2 separate regions of the Mus musculus genome follow, and region 2 is linked to region 1. Evidence: chromatin contacts called from public promoter capture Hi-C data. All regions are on one chromosome and are shown on one strand. Each heading gives the region's core, a stretch centred on a gene start, on an enhancer-like site or on the middle of the called end of the contact. The rest is flanking DNA. Distances are from core to core; before and after follow the strand shown.

Region 1 (6,569 bases), core at 641-3,140:
TCTGCATGCAAGTGGTGCATAGATATCAATGCAGGCAGAACACTCATAATATTTTTTAAATGTTTTAAATTGTAGGTAGTGTCTTAATGTTCTTATTGTTCTGAAGAGACACCAGGACCACAGCAACTCTTAAAAAGAAAAACATTTAACTAGGGCTGGCTTACAGTTTCAGAGGTTTAGTCCATTATCATTATGGCGGGAAGCATGGCAGCATGCAGGCAGACATGGTACTGAAGAAGGAGTCGAGAGTTCTACATCTTGATCCACAGGCAGCAGAAGAGGACTGTCTTCCACACTGAGTGCAGCTTGAGCATAAGGGACCTCAAAGCCTGTCCCCACAGTGACATACCTCCTCCAACAAGGCCACAGCTCCTAACAGTGCCACTCCCCTTGGGCCAAGCATTCAAATTCATGAGTCTACCGGGGCCATTCCTATTCAAACCCCTCAATAGTAACAACAATGATATTGATGTTGATATGAGTATAACATGTGATCTTGAGCCAACTGCAAGCCTGATAAATGACGGTCTGCGGACAGCCATCTCCACCTGAACCAAGACAACTCATCTGTAACAGCACAGGCACAGGCAAGGGCACACACACGATCCCCACACTGCTCGGATAACATATATTAACAGCAGATTATGGAATCTCTTTCTAAAACTGTTGAACAGGGGAAGAGAGACATCAGGATCTGACACAGCTGGAGAAGCCAGCCATGAATACTAGCTACCGCTCTCAATTAGAATCTGGGGGCCTCAGCACTGGGCATCATTCAATGCTTTATGATTCTGAGGGAGATGAGACATGTATATGACTCAGATGGAGCTGGGTCTGAATGCTTTCGTCTCTCTTGTTGTTTTTATTTAGATCTATATTGGTATTTCTTTTCCCCTGTAGACCCTAACGGTCACAGTCTGCTTTGCTGCATTTGGACAGTCTAAAGTGCTTGTTAGAAAGCAACATGGTAGTCTCACGGGCACTTTCTCTCTTCACAGAAAGACCCAATTTCAGCTTTATGTGCTTTGGTTGAGGATGCTCAAGTCCATGTGGGCTCCAGGGTAAAGCAAGAACTGGGCTGAGCCTCTGAGTCTCCGCAGAGGTCAAAGGTCCTGGGCGGAGCAGACTCCTGCAGAACGTTCCCCCACGCTCTCCACACAGTAGCAAGGACCCTGCAAAGGAGTCAGAGATCCAGAGCCATCCTTTTAAATGCTTTCAATTTTAGGTAACTTTGGGCAGTGTCGGATTCCCTTCTAGAACATTCCAATTTGTCTCAGCAGTAAATTCTTGCCCCTTCCAGATGTGCTGCCATTTTAGTGTTGAATTTTGTTTTCTTCTGGAGTCATTGGCTTTGAGCGCTTAACGGCGCCAGCAAGGAAAATGGCCTGGTTCATCCCTTCATTATTTCTAAGTGAAATTCTGAAATAATATGCTGGTTTTAGTTAATCCCTTTGAAGGGAAAGTTTTCTTTACATGGATTAATATTAGATTGAAATCTGGCAGAGACGGATTTGGGGATGTACTCAGGATGGACGTGTATAAAATGAATGGGGTCAACGGACACTGTGTGAATCAGAAGAGTGAGCCACCTTCTGAGCCTTCCTCCCAAGCTAGCTCCCTGCGTCCCCTATCTGGATGACTCCAGATAGGGGACGCAGGGTCATACAATCAGCTGTAGAAGACATCAACAATGCCAGACAGCCCTGTGGCAAACCTCACTGTTCCCAAAAGAACCCACCAATGGCCTTGAGTTCCCCAGTGGCTTTTCAGTGTCCCTTTCAATGTTGTTACACAACGGCAGGCATTTGTTTTTATCTCTCAAGTCTGTAGGTCACTGGATCCGACCTGTGTTTAGCTGGAAATTGGGTTTGACTCTGCTCCAAGGAGCAAAGTTCATTCCACGGCAGAGGCAAGAAGGCCAGCCAATCACATACACACGTATTCAAGCCACTGTTCATGCTGCACCCACTGACAGCCCACTGCCCGGAGTCAACAACATGGCCAGATACAAAGCTGAGGAGAAGAAGCAGTTTACATGACAGAAGGACCAAGACAAGTAACATGGCCTATCCAGGGGTTGCACCCGATCGGTCCCACTCAAGCAACAAATGCTATTTCTCACAGTTCTGGAGATGGACACCAGGACACTGGTGTCTGTGGAAGCTTCCTGGCTTTCTGTGTCTTTATATGGCAGAGTGTGTGTGCTCACCTACCACAGTACACCCAAGAGAGAGACAGGGACAAGTGAGGGGAGAGAGAGGAGGGGAGAATTCATGTAGCAGAGTGTGTGTGCTCGCCCACCTGAGAGAGACAGGGACAAGAGAAAGGGGAGAGAGAATTCACATGGCAGGGGTTGTGTGCTCATTCTTTGAATGGGATTTTTTTTCTTGATTTCTTTTCAGATAATTCACCTCATTTAAAAGGAAAGAGTTTATCTTTTCAGCTCCACTGGGATATCAGCCATGGGCTTGTTACCTGGAGCCTTTATGGGGTGAAGGACATTTCAGAGATTTTCTTTAAATTATTTTTATTTTATTTTACATGTTAGGGTGTTTTGGTTGCATGCATGTAGTGCTTGAGGAAGCCAGAAGAGGGCGTCAGATCTCCTGGAACTAGAGTTACAGACTATTGTGAGATGCCATATGGGTGCTGGGAGTCAAGCCTAAGTGTTCGGGAGCGGACAGTGATCTTAATCTCGGAGCCATTAATTTATGCGGGACTTTGCTGAATACCTTTAGTCTCTGCTAGATTCCCCTGTGGTCTTGGCCCTTTGGTTAACACTAATTTTACCTCTTAAACTCTTGGTCGTGGGATGAGAAACACTTGATCAGGGAAAAGGTCTGTTTACTGTACAGTGCTGCTGGGTTTGCCTTGCTGGGATTTAGTTGTTGATTTTTGCATCTGGGTCAATCAGGGTTATCATCCTACAATTTTGTTTTATGTTTTTATAGCATCCTTCCCTGGCTTTGATATCAAAGCCATTTCCCTGATAACAGATATTTTCAGATTCTTTTGCAGGGGAATTTTAAGACTTTGGAAAATGTATTTGATCAGACCCAGCAACACAAGCACTGAGTTCTGGGCCTTTCCCTTCTCTCTCTCTCTCTCTCTCTCTCTCTCTCTCTCTCTCTCTCTCTCTCTCTCTCCTTGCTTTTTGTCAGTCCATTCAGACTTTCCATTTCTTTGATCTGTCTTGGCTGAGAACACACTTCTAGGGATTTATCCATTTTTTTTTCTTGGCTTTCTAATTTGTTATTGTGTACCTGGGTGTGATTTTGGGGGCCTGCTGCATATTCTGTCTACACTTGCGTTTCCTCACTTGTGAAATGAGGACATAGCCAAAGCCAGTAGTTTTGCATCATGCTGTTGCAGGAACTGAGTCTGAACCTCAGAGTGTTTAGTGCAGGGAACAATGAATCTGCTTGCTCGTGGTAGAAGCCGTTGTTCTAACTAGTGTAGACAGGGCTTTCAGAAATAAATGGCCCAGCTTAACCCACAAGAAAGATGTAGTCCTTGACCTCAGCATGGGGTGCTGGCCAGCCTTTTGCACAGAGATAGCCCTTAAGGGACCTCTTATCGTCCTAGGAACCAAGAGACAGGGTTAGTGGTGACACACTTGGGGATAGGTCTGCAAAATGTCAGAATATTTTATGGACTGGAGATCACCTACAAGTCTCAATAAAAGTTGTGAGAAGGCAGAGTGCAGGCTGGATCAGCCTAACTCGGGGAGGAGCTCAGAGGGTAAGAGAGTTGGGCTGGGGAGGTGGGTAAGAGCGCTTGCTGTGCAAGCATGAGAGCCCAAGCTCAGACCCCAGCTCCCACATAAATACCCTATAACAGCACATCTATAACCGCAATACAATGGGGGTTAAAGACAGGAGGCACATTGGGACTCACTAGCTGCTAGCCTAGCTCTGGGTTCTGTGACATACGCTGCCTCAAGAGAAAAAGGTGGAGAGGGATAGAGAAGGACACCTGGTGTTATCTCATACACCACACAAACACACACACACACATACATCACACTAACACACATATCACACATATGCACACACAATTCATGCATACCAGGCACACACACATACACACACACCACCACCATAAATGACACAGATACAAGTACACATTGGAAAAATGGGGTCTTTGAGAGATGAGTCACTGATTAAGAGGACTTGCTGCTCTTGCATAGGACCCAGGTTTTGAAAGACCCACAACGTGAGGACTCCCCCATGTTCGACTCAGGAGAGGCAACACCCCAAATCACGAGAAATGGTCTTGATTCAAACTACAAGAGGTTTATTCAGGAAAGACCAGTGCACTGGGGACGACTCATATCCCATGCAGGGGTAGAGGAGTCGACCACGAGCTCAGGGGTAAGGGGTTTATAAAGACAGAAAAACCACAAACACCTGGCATCCTGGAACAATGGGCTATTTTGGACACAGGTCTAGGGGCTTAAATAATTTTTTACTCTCTGTCAGGATCTTTTAGTTTGATTCTCAGCACTCGTATCAGGCAGCTTACACCTGCCTATAACTCCAGTTTCAGGGAATCTGGCACTTTTTTGGCCTCTATGGTCACCTGCATGTATGTGGTACACATGTAAAACAGTGGATGAACATCCATACGAATACAATAGTAATATTTAAATATTTCCTTTAAAGTCAAGTGGTGGCAGCAGATGGTATATTTTTTGGCAAGAGACATAACACCCTTGCTGCCACAGGGCATCAGGCATTTGTATTTGGCTAAATTTCAGAGTTCTTTGCAGGCTTGATGTGAGTTATCATGATAAATGCTCATGGCCCCTGGAATTGACGCTCCAGGAGCCGGGTGCACTGCTGCCTCAACAACCAGCTGCTGGGACCCCGGATCTCCCGAGGTCCGTGTGGCTCAGTCTCTCATGTGCACAGGCTCATGTGGGTGGCTTTGTCTATGTCATTCATTCCTAGGTATGTGTCACATTCTCTATCCTTAAACTGAGAGACACAGGCATATTGGAGCTGAGTCAGTACAGAAGAGGGGGGATGGCAAGCCTGAGGCGTCCTGGGTGTCCTCCAGGACTGTGAAGATGGCTCAAACAACAAAGTACATTTAGACCAGAGTTTAACTCCCAGAACCAAGTAAAAAGTGTGTGGCTGTGCACACTTGCAATCCCAGCGTGGAGGAGGCAGGCACAGGCAATGCTGGGGCTTGCTGGCCAGTCAGCCTGGTCTACCTGATAAGCTCCTGCCTAGTGAGAGACCCTGTCTGAGAAAACAAGGTGGAGGCTGGAGAGATTGCTCAGTGATTAGGAGCAGCCATTGACTTGAGATCAATTCCCAGAACCTATGTCCAGCAGTTCCCAAGAGCCTGTAACTATAGCTCCAGGGGATCTGACATCCTCTCCTATCCTCCACAGTAACTGTAACAATAACTACACACACACACACACACACACACACACACACACACACAATTTAAAAAGAAAACCCTATACATGTATGCACCTGAACACGTATGAACACACATGTGCATGCACACACAAACACATCAGGAAGATACCTGATGTTGACCTCTGGCCTTCCCACAGGCATGTACATGAACACACACACACATATATGCACACACAGAGGCACACACATGCATACACACACAGACACACACACACACCTGGAAATAATCTGTCCAATAAACACACTATGGCTAACACAATCTCTGAGATCAAAGCAACTCCTCAGCAGCCCCCAGCACACCTCCATGCCATTCTGCTCTGCCTCTTGGGCATGGGTGCTTGCCACCAGCCTGCCCTGGGATGTTGCCATACAGCTTCAGGCTCCTCTAGCCCTTCACCACCTCATTTGCATTCCTAACACAATTGCAAGGCATGATACACAGGGAGCCGTGGCTGAAAACTCCCAAGATTTATGCTAGCCCATAGTTCTGGAGGTTGGGGGCATTTTTAATACATCCTTACTGTCACCGAACAATTCAATACACCATTGTCTAGGCAACCGAATTCTGCTCAATTAGATTTTAAAACTAATATTGGAAAGAACTTTCCCCTTCCTCTCCAGTGATATTAGGTAAGGAAGACCTGATTGAGAGCAAAGCTTGCTGATGTTTCATGGAGCTTCAAGTCAGATTCTCTCTCTTGTAGCAGTTCCATGTCCTGCCTTTTGTGGTGTGTGTGCTGTGTGTGCCTGTGCCTGTGCTGTGTGTGTGTGTGCCTGTGCCTGTGTTGTGTGTGTGTGTGTGCCTGTGCTGTGGTGTGTGTGTATGTACATGTGCCTGTGTGTGTATGTGTGCAGGTGCATGCAGGTACATGTGTGTGTGTGTGTGCATGTGTGCACGTGTGTGTGTTCATCTGCGTGCATATGTGTGTTCATGTGCATGCCTATGGGAAGGCCAGAGGTCAACATCAAGCATCTTCCTCGGCTGCTTTCCTCCTCCTTACTTTTGAGACAGGGTCTCTCACTGAACTCAGAATTCAGGTTATCAGCCAGACAAGTGAATGAGCTTAGTTAGGGTCCTGTCTACCCTCTCTCACCCTCTGTACCTCCTCCTGGTTCTGGGGCTACAGGTATGTA
Region 2 (6,704 bases), core at 986-3,485, 160 kb before region 1:
TCGCAAGACCAAGGGCCTCTCTTCCCGAAGATGGCCTAATATTCTGCTACATATGCAGCTAGAGTCAAGAGCTCCGGGGTACTGGTTAGTTCATATTGTTGTTCCTCCTATAGAGTTGCAGACCCCTTCAGCTCCTTGGGTGCTTTCTCTAGCTCCTCCATTGGGGGCCCTGTGTTCCATCCAATAAATAAATGACTGTGAGCATCCACTTCTGTTATTTGCCAGGCACTGGCATAGCCTCACAAGAGACAGTTATATCAGGGTCCTGTCAGCAAAATCTTGCTGGCATTCATTATATATTTATGAAGGTTCTCATTCTCCTGCCTTAAAACAGATACATCTGTAAGTAGCCAGTCATTCTTATTGAAAACAAGTTAAAAACTCACTCACCTGAGCACAGGCATAGGAAGTTTTTGCATGTTTTTGGACATATGTCTGAGAAGAGCTGAAACATAATTCGACCAACTGAAACAAAATATGAGGGGAAAAAACAGTGAGCAAGTTGATAATATAACAATATTTCATATAAGAGAACTTAACTAGAAGGTACCCAACAACAGTATGGTTTTTTTTTCTTTGTTTCTTTTTTTAATTACAGTACTGGAGATCAATCCCATACAATAAAAGTGTTTAAACTTATGGCTCTAGAACAAAAATTGTAGGATCTGAAATTTTGTTGTTGTTGTTTTTTTAAATTTTTCTTTTTATCTCTGTGAGTATACTGTCAGTGTCTTCAGACACACCAGAAGAGGGCATCAGATCCCAAGATGGTTGTGAGCCACCATGTGGTTGCTGGGAATTGAACTCAGGACCTCTGGAAGAGCAGCTGGTGATCTTAACCTCTGAGCCATCTCTCCAGCCCTGAAGTGTTCTTTTAAAACAGGGTTTTGGTTTTGTTTTTTTTTAGACAGGGTTTCTCTGTGTAGCCCTGGCTATCCTGGAACTCACTCTGTAGACCAGGCTGGCCTCAAACTCAGAAATCCGCCTGCCTCTGCCTCCTGAGTGCTGGGATAAAAGGCGTGTGCCACAAAACAGGGTCTTCTTATACATTAGATCCCTTTAATACTAATGACCTTTTAAAAAATGTTTGGTTTTGCTAGGCTAAAGATCAAACTTAGTACCTCACAGGTATGCACAGCAAGTACTCTATACACATTCCCAACTCCAAGCATTCTTTTTTTAATAAAGATTTATATATTTCATTTATAGGAGTACACTGTCACTGTCTTCAGACACACCAGAAGAGGGCATCAGAGCCCACTACAGATGGTTGTGAGCTACCATGTGGTTGCTGGGAATTGAATTCATAACCTTTGGAAGAGCAGTAAGGGACTCTTAACCGCTGAACCGTCTCTCCAGCCCCCAAGTATTCTTAATAGTGTGTGGCCTGTTAGGCCCTGTCAGGGACGAATGAGCACAACCCTCTTGAGAGTCTTTTCTGATCAGTAGTTAGAAGGAAAGCTTTCCCATACTCTTTGGTGCTTTCTTTCCTGAGATAACTTGAAGCCAATCACCTAAACTCAATGCTCATGTTCTACTCCCTGAAATCTAGGGGATAACAATTTGCTCTGAAGAATCGATGCCACTTACAATAAACAGCAATGAGAAGGAACAAGTCTGCAACTGATCTCACTACACACTGGAAAACAGTTCTCAAATTCTGGTTTCAAGATTCTTTCGAACTGTTAAAAGTTACTAAGCTGTTGTTTATGGGTTACACTTGTTAATTGCATATATAAATCGAAACTTAAGACATTTTTTTATGACACAATACTCAAGCACCCATTCCATTAGTGCTCAGGTCAGTGAAGTGAGATTTCCCTGTGAGAGCAAATCCTATTTTAGTATTATAAAAACAGTTCTGACTGTATAAACCTGCTTCAAGAATTATTTAGGTTTATTACATTTCCTTTTCCTTGGGGTAGGTGGCTCCCCATGTACTACAGAATATGTGTTGAATTCAGAAGACAACTTGCCAGAATGAGTTTTCCCCTCCCACTATGTGGTACCAGGGATCACATTCAGAGGGTCAGCTCAGCAACAAGTACCTTCTCCCACTGAGCCATTTCACCTGCCCCGAAGAAATGAAGTTTCAGTTTCCAATTCTCTCCTAACTCCATTTCCTCCTTCAGTCTACAAAACCCTTTCCCTTTTAGACATTTTCCTTAAAGAGTCAGAATAAGCGCCTGGCATGGAGGCTCATGCCTTTAATCTTTAATCCCAGCAGAGACAGACTGATCTCAATGTGTTCAACTCCAGCCTGTTTACACAGTAAGACCAGGACAGTCAAGGCTGTCACACAGAGAAACCCTGCTTGAAAAACCAAAACCAAAGAGAGAAGGGGGTTGGAGGGGATAAATCAAAATTATTGTAGACCAAGCATGAGCCACGTTTAGAACAAACACAAACCAAGTTCTACTGTTATCACTAAAGTTTTGTTTTTGTTTTTGTTGTTGTTGTTGTTTTTTCGAGACAGGGTTTCTCTGTACAGCCCTGGAGCTCACTTTGTAGACCAGGCTGGCCTCGAACTCAGAAATCCACCTGCCTCTGCCTCCCAAGTGCTGGGATTAAAGGCGTGCGCCACCATGCCCGGCTTAAAGTTTTAATATATTTCTAGCTATCCTACTGTCTTCTTGGCTGCACTACAGATAACTATCATGAATAAGAGTGGGATCATTACTGCCCATCATGGAAGGAAACTTCCTTATGTCAACACTCTAAGTCTAATCTCCAACTAAATCAATTTCTAAAACAAATTCAAAGCTGTAGCTGTTTTTTGAAGAAAAGGATGGAGAAAGAAAACAAAAAAGAAAAACTTTTAGGTAATAAATGACCAATGTGCATAAATACATGTCAGAATATTTCAAGAATACCTATAACATCGGAAACATGGAAATACCAGTGCAATAAAAATATCGGCATCAATCTTTATAAACTCCTGAAATGGCTGAGGTGGGCTTCAAGGTCACAATCATATGCTTTTCTATAAACAAACACACAAAATACAAAAACAATAAAAAGTTCTTCATTAGCCTTTAAGACTAGCCAATTAGCTCCTGCCCTCTATACTTTTTGAGATGTGGTCTCCATTAAGTTGCTCAGACTGGCCATGAACTCAATTTGTAGTTCAGGAAAACCTTAAACCTACAATCTTCTAGTCCAGGCTAACTTCTTCTTCTTCTTTTTTTTTTTTTTAATTTTTATTTTTTTGGTTTTTTGAGACAAGGTTTCTCTGTATAGCCCTGGCTGTCCTGGAACTCACTTTGTAGACCAGGCTGGCCTCGAACTCAGAAATCCGCCTGCCTCTGCCTCCCGAGTGCTGGGATTAAAGGTGTGCGCCACCATGCCCGGCTTCCAGGCTAACTTCTTAAGAAACTAAAAGAGGGGCTGTTGAGATGTCTCAGCAAGTCAAAGTGCTTGCTGCCAAACCTGATAGTCTGAGTTTGATCTCCAGGTTCCACACTGTCAAAGGAGAACCCACTCCCCTACTTATTTTTTCTTCTGATCTCCACATGCATGTACTCATACACATTAAATAAGTAAACGTAATAGAAAATCCTTCTTCAATAACTGCTAGGACAGTAAACATGGGATGTTTACTCCCCCATTGGTTTCCCTGGCTGACTATGTTATAACAAGTCTGCCTAATTGTGCTGTTATTAATACATCCCACTAAATTCATGATACAAAACCATACTCTATTCTCAAAGTTATATTACTTAGTAACTCTCTTCAACACAGTTTCTACTTCATATTTAATTCACGAGCAGTTAAAGAGTGGAGATCATATATGTCTAGTAATAAGGCTGAGATGCGAGGGACATTTCTGTTCTCCTAGTACAAATCTGGTCCGACACATCTACCCTGAGTGAGTCTAACGCTTAGAGTAGATACGAAGGTGAACAAACTACCACACTACTGTCTCTAGAGCCACAGAAAGACCGATGTCATGACGAAGGTCACAAGCAACACACACACATGCCTGACATAATTACCCCTTAATTTCTTAATAAAAATTTAAAATACTTCCACTGTTTTCTACAGACAGATTTTAATTAGTATTTTGTGAATCTTAAATAGAAAAGTAGAACATCCCTTTTAATCATATCCCCATTTTTATCCATCCTGATAAACTGCCAAGGATTTATGATACTTCTCTTGGGTCCACAAAAAACAAAAAAAAAAAACCTAAAGCAAAAAAACTCGTTAAAAAAATCATCTTGGGGCTAGGATTGTAGCTGGTAGAATGCTAAACCAGTATGCACAAGGCCAGAGTAGGAACAATTGCTCTGAGCTCTGGTCCTCGTCCTCTCAGCTATTAGGGTTGTAGGACACACACCTGGCAGAATAGTCCCAGACTTAGACATGCACACTAAAGTACTTCAAAGTAAAGAGTCATGATGTAATGCCCTTGGACATACATCAGGAAAAAAAAAGATGTATATTAAGAGAACAACACATTGGCCTTAAGAAATTTAAGGCTAGCCTGAGAAACAGCGAGACCTGATCTCACAACAAAATGAAAAGGCAATTCCAAACACAGAAATAATGTCTAAAGTAGTTAAACCTAAAGGACAGAGGTGGTCCAAAAAAAAAAAAAAAAAAAGTCATTTGTGATCTTAAAGTACCTTATTTTAAAATTTGCTTTCGGCACTCAAAAGGCAGAGGATCTCTGTGAATTCAAGGCCAGCCTAGTCTACATATTGAGTTCCTGGACAGCCAGAACTTCATAGAAAGACCCTATCTCAAAAAAGAAAAAAAGGATAGGAGTGGAATAAAAAGTTAAGTATCCTATTCAAAAGAGTCCAGTTCTTTCATTTTCACATGATACCACAAGTGAAAAATTTCTACCTGATACAGTAGCAGTCACAACACCCCCCACCACCACCCCCTCCCACAGAATTTTTGCATTGGTGGTTACCAATACAAAAATTACCCTCATGTCATATGCATATTCTCCAAAACATCTTTATTTAATATATGCAAAGGTTTCCAAAATTTAAAATAAAATGTGATCTCTGAATTCTTTTTCATTTTGAGCATTCTGGATAAAAAATGTTTAATCTGTACTTAGAAATAAAAATATTTGTAAATTCATGAGTTAAAGACAATCTTGAGAAAAGTTAGATATTTTGAACTTGAAGAAAATGAGTATCAAAATTTATAGGATACATTTAAACTTCCCATGTAAACATATAATTAATCCTTTATATTAGAAAAGGAATCATGGAACTGGAGATATTTCTCAGTGGTTAAGAACACTGGCTGTGCTGGGCGTGGTGGCGCACGCCTTTAATCCCAGCACTCGGGAGGCAGAGGCAGGTGGATTTCTGAGTTCGAGGCCAGCCTGGTCTACTAAGTGAGTTCCAGGACAGCCAGGGCTACACAGAGAAACCCTGTCTCGAAAAACCAAAAAAAAAAAAAAAAGAACACTGGCTGCTCTTCCAGAGGACCTGAGTTCAATTCCCAGCAGTAACATGGTGGCTCTCAACTATCTCTAATTTCAGTCCTAGAAGACTCAACTCTTTCACACATACATTCAGGCAAAACACTAATGCACATAACATTTAAAAAAGAAATTATAATAAAAAAATAAAACCAAATCAAACATTAGAAGGAAATGATAAAAACTAACAAACAGACAAACAAACAAACAAAAATCCCTGAAATTGATAAAGCTGAAAAGAGGACAATAACAGTCTAAGACACTAAAATCTGGTTCTTAAAAAAATGATAGATTAATGGTAGATTAAGAGGAATAAAAGACAACAGGCACACATTGTCCAAATAGTGAAAGAACAGAGGGAATTATGAATGCTTGTGAGAAAAATCCAAGAAAACAAGAGTCCTGTGACCTCAGTTTCTTCAAAAGCATGGACTTGTTCCTGGAATGTGCTTTCCTGGCCCTCCCAGCTGTGGCAGTCGGACAGTTTACTTTAGCTCATTCATTACAACTGGCTGTTGTCTATATGCCTCTCTGAAAAAAATGTTTTTGCCATGTTCTGCTTGTCATTGTGACTTTAAGCAGGTGACTCTTCTTAATCCTTGGGAGTTTAAATTGTCTGATGTGTTGAATAAATCAGGAGTCAACAGCCGGGGGTGGTGGCGCACGCCTTTAATCCCAGCACTTGGGAGGCAGAGGTAAGTGGATTTCTGAGTTCGAGGCCAGCCTGGTCTACAGAGTGAGTTCCAGGACAGCCAGGGCTACACAGAGAAACCCTGTCTCGAAATAAATAAATAAATAAATAAATGCAGGAGTCTTGGCCCACTCTATTTTTAGGCCCTGCTCTCCCAAGTTCATGCTACCATTAGAGCGATAAACAACATATTTTCCATCAGGGGTGAAAGATCAGCTATCACTACATACTAGGAAAACAATCCTAGCACATAAACCTGACAAGTTAGATAAATAAATACATCAGCTTCTTAAAAGCCACAAACCACCAATAATAAATCAATTAAATAACATACATGTGAATGAATAATCCTGTATTAATCAAAGAAATTAGAGCCTATGTTAAGAACCTTAATAACCACCAAATATTACAGGATAACAACAGAATGACTTCCAATAGGAACAATTTACTGGATTCATACAGGAAACCTGTTATACAATGTAAAGGTTGTCCCCCTTTTAAATCTGCATTTGCAGTCATCCAACAGTTTTATAATTCAAAAGAAAATCTGTTTTGTATTTGTACTCA

Evidence for each region. Promoter capture Hi-C pulls out the DNA fragments that hold promoters and counts their contacts.
Region 2: a promoter capture Hi-C map of liver shows a contact between it and region 1, with 1.9 times the contacts expected there. The contact joins two enhancer-like sites. A contact is called at or near these places in 1 of 39 promoter capture datasets (liver), 1 of 115 datasets of contacts at active chromatin or transcription factors (bone marrow-derived macrophages) and 2 of 9 other capture datasets (adipose tissue and pancreatic islet).

The regions. Positions count from the first base shown.
Region 1 is chr9:121,561,917-121,568,485 of GRCm38.p6, reverse strand. No RefSeq gene overlaps it. Among named protein-coding and RNA genes, the nearest start is that of Lyzl4, 22 kb to the left of the region's middle. Within about 2 kb of position 1,890, at least 8 of the 459 cell types and tissues checked have an H3K27ac peak or open chromatin away from gene starts, as enhancers often do. A contact at or near this core is called in liver, where this site is marked.
Region 2 is chr9:121,721,077-121,727,780 of GRCm38.p6, reverse strand. Nktr (natural killer tumor recognition sequence) reads right to left here. Exons shown (of 17, transcript NM_010918.2): 3 at 391-465. Among named protein-coding and RNA genes, the nearest start is that of Nktr, 5.2 kb to the right of the region's middle. Within about 2 kb of position 2,235, at least 5 of the 459 cell types and tissues checked have an H3K27ac peak or open chromatin away from gene starts, as enhancers often do. A contact at or near this core is called in liver, where this site is marked.